2 separate regions of the Sus scrofa genome follow, and region 1 is linked to region 2. A link is a contact called in public Hi-C data. All regions are on one chromosome and are shown on one strand. Each heading gives the region's core, a stretch centred on a gene start, on an enhancer-like site or on the middle of the called end of the contact. The rest is flanking DNA. Distances are from core to core; before and after follow the strand shown.

Region 1 (4,843 bases), core at 1,880-4,379, 190 kb after region 2:
TGCTGCGGCGCAACAGGATCAGCAGCCTCTTGGGAGCACTGGTACTCGGATTCAATCCCTGGGCCCAGCACAGTGGGCTAAGGATCCAGCGTTGCCACAGCTGGAGCTTGGGTGTTGACTGCGGGTGGGATCTGACCCACGGCTCTGACCCCTGGCCCAGGAGCTCCAAATGCCGAGGGGCGGCCAAAACGGGGGGAAAAGAAGAATTACCTCCAAGAAAAGATTCACACCTGCCTTTTCCCCCCAGGCTGCCGAGGGAGCCTGGCACCAAGGTGGACTAGGTCCCTGTTGACTCTGAGCCGAGGTCACCCTGAGCGAGTGTACACAGGAGGGTAGCAAGTGTGGAGACAGGCCCAGAGCACCCACTGCCCCAGGGGCCGGCTGAGCTCACATACGGGTTCCGGCGAGAAGGCAGCAGTCTCGGCAGCCAGGAAACGAGTCGCTGCCCCTAGGAGCCAGGGCATCACATCTGCCATACTGCCCAATCCTCAGGGGTCAAGATCTGGGCTACATCACGTCCTTGTCACGGAAGAGCAAAGTGGCTGGCCGAAATGACACTGCTCCTTCACACCTCAGATGCCAAGACGCTTGCTGGGACACCCTGTTCCCAAAACGCCACACCATGTGGTAACAGTCAGCCTCCAGCAGCACCGCCTCGAGGCTCTGAGTTTGGGTCCCCAGCGCCAACCCTGAATTCCTGTCTTGTAACCAAGGACAGCAGTGAGGTCCAACCGTTCATCCAAAGAAGCCTAAGGACCAGCCTCGTAAAAACAGGCAAAGTCTGGGTCGTGTTAACTTGATCTGGTTTCTAAAGCCCTCGTTCCATCATCACCAAACCCTTAGCACGGGAGAGTCAGCTTAAGCAAGGGACCTCGCAGGAACCTCCCTCTGCAGCCCGGAGGCGGAGAACGGAGCAGGGGAGGTACATCTGCACCCGGGAGATGCTGTTTTCACAGTGTGATTGCAAATTAATTAGTCAGGACGTTCACCAGCGCAGACAGAAAAGACAGCAACGGGCGGGGCGGGCCTCTGACAGTGGCCGTCATTAATTCAGTTTTAAACACAGGATGAGTTACATCTTGTTTATTCAGCAGACTGTGCGCCCGAGTCGGCAGTTTGAAAACTCTGGACAGGATCTTCTGGCATACATCTTACTTCTTAAAGTGCAGACATTTAAAAAGTCAGACCTTAAAGTTTCGGGCTTCCAGAAAGTCAAGTTCATTGAGAACAGGCCATACTATTTACAGTTTCTTTACTCGTGGTATCTTATTCCTTTCGTGGGGAAGGAAATATATTCTATTGTAACACCTCATGTCAGTGTAATTTTGTAGAGTTAAACTGTAAGCTTGAAGCAAGATCCTCCAGTAAACTGTGCTTTTGAAAAAGCACAAATATACCACACAATTACCTGCCTTAAAAATGCTTCTACAGGAGTTCCCGTCGTGGCGCAGTGGTTAACGAATCCGACTAGGAACCATGGGGTTGCGGGTTCGGTCCCTGCCCTTGCTCAGTGGGTTAACGATCCGGCGTTGCCGTGAGCTGTGGTGTAGGTTGCAGACGCGGCTCGGATCCCGCGTTGCTGTGGCTCTGGCGTAGGCCGGTGGCTACAGCTCCGATTCAACCCCTAGCCTGGGAACCTCCATATGCCGCGGGAGCGGCCCAAGAAATAGCAACAACAACAACAAAAAGACAAAAAAAAAAAAAAAAAAAAAAAAAATGCTTCTACAGAAAATCACTTCAAAAACCCCATAACGTCCATGAGCCTAGATCAAGCCAATGATAAGTGGGAAATGCAGATAAACTTGGCATTGAGGGAAGAGACCTCAGTTCTGCTTCCTATTTTCCTGCCTAAGCCCTCAGGGAATGTTGGGAGCTTCCGCTTTCTTTTCCTTTCGTCCTTTTTTTTTTTTTTTTTAAGGGCCACACTGGGGCATGTGGAAGTTCCCACGCTGGGGGTTGAATCGGAGCTGCAGGGCCGGCCTACGCTGCAGCCACACCAGATTGGAGCCACATCCGAGACCTACGCAGCAGCTTGCGGCAACACCAGATCCTTAACCCACTGAGCGAGGGCAGGGATCAAACCTGCGTCCTCATGGACACTAGTCTGGTTCTTGACCCCCTGAGCCACAACAGGAACTCCTGTTTTCTCTTTTGGAAGGAGATGTAATTATATCAGCACTGCTCACCCCTCAAGGTGGTTGTGGACAGCAGCTGAGCTCCTGTTGGTGGAAGGACTTAAATGCCTCGGGTTACCACTAGCTGTCTGGGCAGGGGTGCTCTGGAGCCAGATGCCCCTCGGGGAACACAAGTCACCAGCAGGTTCTCTTTGGAGCCAGGGGTGCTTTCCTGGATTGTCACTAAGATGTACCCAGTAGCTAAACGGCTGGTTTTCCAAAGAGCAAAGGGAAGTAGGAGTAGAAAGGGGCCAAGGGGGGCCCCACACTGTGACGAGGGGCCTGATCCCCAAGACTCAGTCACCTGCAGAGCAAGAGCAGGACCCCTGTGTGGGACAGGGGACACCTGCCCTGAGGGGAACTTGGCCCTCGGGCACCCCGCCCCAGGAGGGCCTGGCTCTGGGAGACCCCGCCCCCAGGAGACCCCGGGCCGTTCCCGACCTTGGCCCTGACAGCCGCTTCGCTCAGCTGGAAGCCCCTCGCCCCTCACCTGCAGTGTCCCAGATGGAGATGTTGTAGGAACGCCACTGCTTCAGGTAGAAGGCGCCGCCCACCGTGCTGACTGTGTCCGGGAAGCGCCGCTCCATGTACCTCTGCAGCAGCGACGTCTTGCCCACGTTCATGTCCCCCAAAAGCACGATCTTCCCGTCTGGCTTTCTCATTTTCCCGCAGGAGCCCCCCCCTTTTCCCGTGCCCTCTGCCCCCTGTGCCCGGGGCGCGGCAGGAGCAGCCAGGCTCCCCGAGAAGGCTCAAACTCGGAACTCGCGGAGACTAGGACTCGCGGGGACCCCGAACTCGTGGCGACCCTCCGGTCTGGACGCCTGGGAACGCGGAAGAGGAAGCGCGTGTCCGCGCTGGGAAGGAGCCGGGGACCCAGCCCGACGCCCACTCAAGGTGTCCAGACCGCGGCGGTCAGCACCAGGTCGGGGGCGCCCGGGCCCCGCCCCGCCCCGCCTCCAAGCCCCGCCCCGCCTCCAAGCCCCGCCCCCAAACCCCGCCCACCCAGCCTCCCGAGGCCCGGGCCCGCCCGCGCCCCGCCCCCGTGGACTTGGCCCTTTGGTCGGAAGGTGCTTTCTGCCTGGAAACCTTGGGCAGATTCGGACAGGTGGGAGCCCCGGCTCCCGGGGGCTCGAGCGAAGATGGAGACGGAGTCCCGGGAGGCGGGCCCCGGCTGGACGCCTCGCAGGGACGCGGCCCGGGCCTGCTGACCTTGGAGCCGAGAGTCCCGGCGGGGATGGGCCTCCAGCTCCCTCCCCCGCCCCAGGCTTCCCTCTGGGCCGGACGCGCGGAGTTTTCCAGAAGGGAGCGAATGTGGGACACCACCCTCCGACTGTCAAGGACTAGGAAGGAGCGGGGCTTGCTAGCGTCGTTTTGTTTTGTTCACTTGGGCAAGAAGCTCTTTTCTGAGACGTGAACAGCCGTCGCCACTCAAAACTTTGGAGGGGAAAGTCGACGTGGGCAGTTGCAATGACTGCCAAAGACATCTTTCCTCCTTTTGCTGATGGAGTGAACCTCGAAATGCTTCTTAACGTTCTCGGCGTGTGGGAGTTGGCATTTATTTGGGACAAGGGCGATGCCCTAGTCTGGACACCGGGAGGCGGTGTTTGCTGAAGCCGAGCGGTGTCCTGGGGTTCCGGGCGGAAGGGGAGTGGGGCGCCCTGAGCGGGGGAGGCATGAGGGCGTCTCAGCCGAGGAGGGCCGACCTTGAATATTCGGGGCTTTCTCTGCTTCGAGGCCTTCCCTGTTCCCTGTGGCCTACGCCCACGCCACGAGGCGGAACTCTGCCCACGGTTCCTGCCTCCGTCCCGCAGCACAAGCACCACCCTTCCCACGCCTTTCCGTCTCGGCCCTATCCTGCTTCATTTCTCAGGGCTCTCGAATAAAACCGCACTGTTTCATCTCTGTGCATCTCCCACTCTGGAAACTAAGCTCCATGAGGAAGGGACTTTTGTCTTCTGCTCACCACTCTGCCTGGTGGGGGTCGTCTCGCACAAAACAGCTGCTCAAGAAAGATTTGAGCCAGAACATGGTGGCTGAATTCACCATCCCGGTCTCAGCGGGCTCCGCACCTCCCTCCTGGGTCGTTCAAATTTCCCTGCGGACAGGGAGTGTGTTTTAACCAACCCTGGGTCTCTGCCCACCTTTCTGGGGAGCTCCCTCACTCAGTAAACAGGGGGATGATCCCACAAAGGCAGGTCAGTTGCTTCCTTTCTCGGGCATCTCTCAAGTGCTGAACTGAAACACAGCCCCAGCTCAATCAGGATGTGTTTTGTGTGTAGACAAAAGTGTTCATTAGCTGAATGTTGCCTCCACTCAAAACACTGGTGGCTTCTCATCAGGATTTCAGGGGCAAGGACAGTGCCAGCACATAGCCCAGTGCCTGGCATGTAGAATTCACTGAGCAAGTTCATTTAAAATTTTTTTTGCTTAATTGTCCAGCACTTTGGAAAACTAAATTTAACCAGGAGAATGTCCCCATATCAAATTCCAACCAGTCCTAAAAAAATGCCTTAAAAGACTGCTAGTTGTCTCAGTCCTCTTCAGGAAGCAGGACTGAAGAAGAAGTTAAAAGGTTGAAAGTCTGTTTAAACTATCCACTCATGTGCCAAGTTCAATGTTTATTCTGCCTGCATTTAAACCACTGGCCTAACAGGGTAATCCTTTTTCCA
Region 2 (4,922 bases), core at 1,034-3,533:
TTAGAGGCGCTTCCCTTCTCCTGATCTAGTTCCAGGCGTCAAGAGCATGAAGATTTGATTACATCTTCATCAAGCTCATTCCTGAGATACTCGGTTCATGCTGCTGTCATGGGGACTAAGTCAAAAATCCGCCTTCTCCCCTAAATTGCACTTTCTGCAGAATGTGGTCCACACTCACAGGAATTAAATCTCACCTCGCTTGCCTTCTAGGTCCTTCAGTCCCGGAATAGTGACTAATGGTCTGGCGATGCCAACACCCTAACCCCCAGCAGGCATCTCCACGCTTTGGGGAAAGTTCACATTTCTGATCCGGAGAAATCATTTGTCAAGAAGTATTCTACAGACCCGTCGGAGGGGGGAGTTTGGAGGAAGGAAGAACTCATTCAGCTCAGTGACTATGGAACTCAGGACAGGGGATGCTCAACACTATGGGCCGAACCTGAGGGTGGGAAAAAAAATCACTGGCTTAGGAAATCCACCCACTGGTAAATGAATGGTACAGCCATAGCAGAGATGGTCAAAAACAAAGTCAAACAGCCTTTCGTGGGAACAATAATAACAATAATGATACGTGCAATTTGTGCCTGGCACACAGTAGGTGCTGTTTGGGTGTAAAATGCAGGTAAAGTGAGAATCAGATACCCAAAAACACAGGTAATCCAAGAATCCTTTGTCTTGGCTTTTGAATTGGGATTTGACTGATTTATAGCATCTTATGATTCAAAATGCATTTTTAAACAATGTTTTGCTTGGGTCAATATGGAAAGTATTTCAGCTTTCTGGTGTACCTCACAGCTGATTTTGGAAGGAGGTAGGCAAAACAAAAAAAGTCATTGGCATGAAGAGTGAGACAAATTTTCAAGTTAGCCAGATATTATTTCAACATGGATTTTCTTGTACAACCATAAGCCCTGGGCTTACTAATAAATTTTCTCTCCCTAAATAAACCAGGAGAAATATAGTGAAATGATAGCACCTGTTCAGTCCCCTGAGAATCAAAGGGTTCCACACACCAGAGCTCTTAAAACACTAGGTGAGATGTGTAGGGACGGAGCAGAGCCAGGACGGGAATGTAGTGGGCTTCCGAGAATGATGCTAGAGAAGCAAAGTCATCTCAACCCCAACAGTCAGAGTGGCTGTTCACTCTCAGAGTGGCTCGTTCTTTAAAGTCCTGGCTATTTGAAAGCTAGCTCTTAGAATTAGCTTTGATTTGCTACTATTATCCATCAGAAAATCTAAGTCTGAACAGAGCTTCCTATTTCCAAATACAGAACTTTCTCACGTTTCCTTGCCATGCCTCCTTGCTAAATCTCTTGGTCCAGATTTCTAGACCCAAATAAAGTGTTCTAGAGCCTTCTCTTTTGAAAGCATTTTGTCATCACGACCAGAGGGTGTTTAAATAACCAACCAGGGTGCCTGGCTAGACTCTGGGCTGGGAGAAACCATCTGAGGTTAACTGCTGGTGTCATCATCAGTCTTTTCCATACCCAGTGACCCGGCTGCCAGCCAAGAGCTAGACGCTCAATTCCAAGACTTGCATGCATTCCACCAGTTTATTCTGGAAAGGAACAGTTAATAGTTGATATGCAGTGAAGTAGAGTCTGTAAATATTCTGCCTGAAGAAAGGGGGGGGGGGACACCTAAGAGCAAAATTCAGATTTGAAACAGTAAAAGAGTGAGAAATGTGGAAAGAGGAAAATCGTTCTTAAATATTCCGGCAGGAAATGCAAAATGTGTTTCGAAGCCACACCTTTCCAGGGCTTGTCTACCGCGCTGTGACACTAGGGAACAGCTGAGGTCCTTCTTCCGTCTGAAGGGAAGGGAAAAAGGAAGAACAACATCAGGGACCGTCCCCAGCTGGACGCCTTCACTTTTGCAAACCGAACTCCCGGAGGAAATGAAAACTAGGAAAACAATTTGTGCATAGAACAATGAGCTGGAGTTTCATTTTGGTTTCACACTCAAATGTAATGTCATTATAACTGTTTTAATACAGAATGCAAGTCATCGAGTGGAGTATGGAAACGCTTGAAAGCAGCCCTCCAGAAAAGCCCCGCTTCTGTGCTTCAGCAACAGCAAAGTCGTGGGAAAGCAAAGATACAGCTGTTTCCAGGCAAACGGCCCAGAACTGTTCAGCATCAACCACCAGAGTCTCCAAAGCAGCAGAGAAACACGCCCAAAGCGACTCCCAGGCACATGTGTGGGGCCGCGAACGGCATGGGGCGCGCGTGTCCACCTCTCCGGCCCCCGGCCCGCTCGGGCACCCGGACCAGGTGAAGGCGCCCGGCGGCCAGGCGCCCCCGAGGTGCGAATTCAAATCCCGCTCACTCTGGGCACTCTCGCCCCGCGCCGGGCGCACCGAGTTCTGCTCGCTGCTCCCTGGCCCCGAGCAGTCCCCCTAACTCGCCCCCACCCAGCCCACAACAAAGGAGGCTTCCCAAAGGATGCGCGATCCAGCCCACCGGGGTCCCCGGAGGGGACAGGCCGGGAGACGGCGCCTGGCCGTACCACGCGCGACCCCGGGCCCGGAGGGCGGCCCCGGCCGGGGACAAAGGGGCCGCGCGGGGCGCCGGGGCGCAGGGCGGGACGCCGGAGCGCAGCCGGCGGGGACTCACCTTCGCGGCGGCCCGGCTGCTCTCGTGGAGCAGGAGGGCGGCGGGCAGCAGCAGCAGCCAGACGCCGAGCCGGGGCCCCATGGTGGCGCGCCCGAGGCGGCGGGGACGGCGGGGGACCGCGGCGGCGGCTCACTCTCGCAGGGCCGGGACCCGAGCGCGGCGCACCGTGCGGGGCGCGGCGGCTCGCGGCGGAGACCTGAGCGCGGCGCCGCGAGCTCCCCAATTTGTTGGGGGCAGCCCCTCCCCTGGGCCGCCCAGGCGGGCGGCGCCTCAAAGGGGAGGACCCTGCGGCGCGGGTAAGAGGCGGCGGGAGCGCGCGGCCGGGGGACTGTGGCCTCCGCGCGCCGGGACGCAGGGCTCCGCGCTCCGCACCCAGCGCCGCCCGAGCCGCCGCTCGCGCTCGCCGACCCAGCGGAGCTCCGAGGGCGGCCACGCGGGCCCGAGGCCGGCCCCGAAAGCCCGGGAGGGCGGCCGCGCCGCGGGGCCGCCGGCGACGCTTGTGCAGAGCGGATGCGCGCGGGCGACCGCCCCTGAAGCCCGGCCGAGGTGAGAGCGGCCCCGGAACGCGGCGCCGCGGGCGGCGGAGGCTGCGCGCCCGGCTCTCGGAGGAGGGAGGGGGGAGGGATGGAGCGGCCGCGGCGGAGCGGCCCCGACCCGGGCCTTGGTGCGCAGGCTCCCCTCGGGCCGGCCTCGTCGCGGGGCGGCTCTCGGTCACCCCAGCGGGAGGCGGGGCCGCACCCGCTCTCCGCAGTCCCGCAGACCGAGGCGGGCGGCGAGGATGCTCCCCCGACGCCCCCGACCCAGACCCCGCTAAGCCCGCTTTGTCTTGTCTTGCAGTCTAGGAGGGACGGATCGGAGCCCAGAGGGGCCCGACTGGGAGCATGGACCGAGACCCGCGGGCGGCGTCGGGCCCTGCCCTGCGACGGTAAGCGGCTTTCTGCCCGTCCCCGTGGGCCCCACGCGCGTGTCCTTCGAGGAATGGCCAAGCCGGGGCCGCACGCTCACGGCGCTTCTCCTCCCCCTCCCATCCAGGTGGCTGCTGCTGGGGACCGTGATGGTGGGGCTCCTGGCGCAGAGCGTCCTGGCGGTAAGTCTTGGCACCGGTTCCGGGCTATGATTCGCACGCCAGAGAAAGTGTTTGGGACACCGAGTGGCCTTGCCAGAAGGCAAGCAGCTTGCGCCTGCTTACACGCGCGCGCACGCGTGTGTGTGTGCGTGTGTGTGTGTGTGTGTGTGTGTGTGTGTGGTGTGCGCGCACCCGCGCATCCGCGTGTCCTGGGCAGGCCCTCCCCAGCCCAGGCTCTGCGAAAACGCGCTTCCCTCAAAGAACGGCGGTTTGCCCTCCCTTGGGTGCTGTGCGTTACAGGCGTGGGCTCTTCCTGGAGAAGGAATAATTAGAAACACGGCCCCGGGCATCCTGTTCCCTCGTTTGAGCAAAGGCCGGTGGTAGAAGTGAGGGAAGACGAGAGAGTCAGACACGTGGCCCTGAGGCTCCAGGCCTAGGGCCAGAACGGTTTGTGTGGCATAGGAAGCCGGCGTCTAGGTCCTGCCCCTGGCAGAGTTTTTGGTTCTTTTGGTTGAGGGGCTTGGGGGGAGGGCGGGGCCAGGAGGACAGGAGGGCTTTGTACTCCTCCCGATGCTGGGAGGAAACAATGGCCAAAAACAAGAGTTTCTCCCCAGATGCGATCTGGGCCTGGAAGAGCCAGGGTGGGGCTTCTAAGTCTCCCACTGGGGACACCACTGACCAAGTGTCCCCGGTCCTAGCCCTGCCATTCAAGGTGACTCTGCCAGCATTGTCTCTATGTGGTGATTGTACAACGGGTTTTGTGGGTTGTGTTTAAGCAGTAGGAGCCACTTTGGCGGAGTGTCATGTGGCACAACTGGCCTGTCCCAGGTGGGCTGGGTCCCTTCAGTGGAAGACTCGCAATATTTAAACTGGGACTGGACATCGGAGGGCGTTACCAGGCGTGCTGGACCCGTCTCCTCCTCTGTCCGGTGGAACTGGGTGGCTCCGGCTCTCCTGGCAGTCTCCTCCCCTCCCCTCCCCTCCCCTCCCCACTCTGGGTAACGTACACACAGGTACATGGGGAGCTGGGCTTGTGGTTTATTTGAGTTCTGTTATTTTCACATTGTTCTGTCCTCACAAACCACAAACAAGGCGGTGAGCTGGAAAAGCTGTCCCAACTTGGAAAGAACCTTTAGCCTGACTTTTCTGCCACCTTTTGCTCCAGTTCTGGGCCCAGACTGGGAGTCAGGAGTCCAGAGACTTTGACCAGAGTGTTCCAGGCCAAAGTTTTCTTAAAGCTC

Evidence for each region. Hi-C and Micro-C count contacts between places; a contact is called where the count stands out from the background.
Region 1: a Hi-C map of heart right ventricle shows a contact between it and region 2, with 1.6 times the contacts expected there. The contact joins the promoter of RAB20 here to the promoter of COL4A2 in region 2. A contact is called at or near these places in 2 of 47 Hi-C or Micro-C datasets (embryonic fibroblasts and heart right ventricle).

Annotation. Positions count from the first base shown.
Region 1 is chr11:77,185,764-77,190,606 of Sscrofa11.1, forward strand. It overlaps RAB20 (ras-related protein Rab-20), which reads right to left and starts at 3,130. Exons shown (of 2, transcript XM_003482931.4): 1 at 2,665-3,130. The coding sequence starts at 2,836.
Region 2 is chr11:76,994,602-76,999,523 of Sscrofa11.1, forward strand. COL4A2 (collagen alpha-2(IV) chain) reads left to right here and starts at 2,284. Exons shown (of 48, transcript XM_021065909.1): 1 at 2,284-2,305; 2 at 3,453-3,540; 3 at 3,648-3,702. The coding sequence starts at 3,497. COL4A1 (collagen alpha-1(IV) chain) reads right to left here and starts at 2,808. Exons shown (of 54, transcript XM_021065910.1): 1 at 2,616-2,808. The coding sequence starts at 2,696.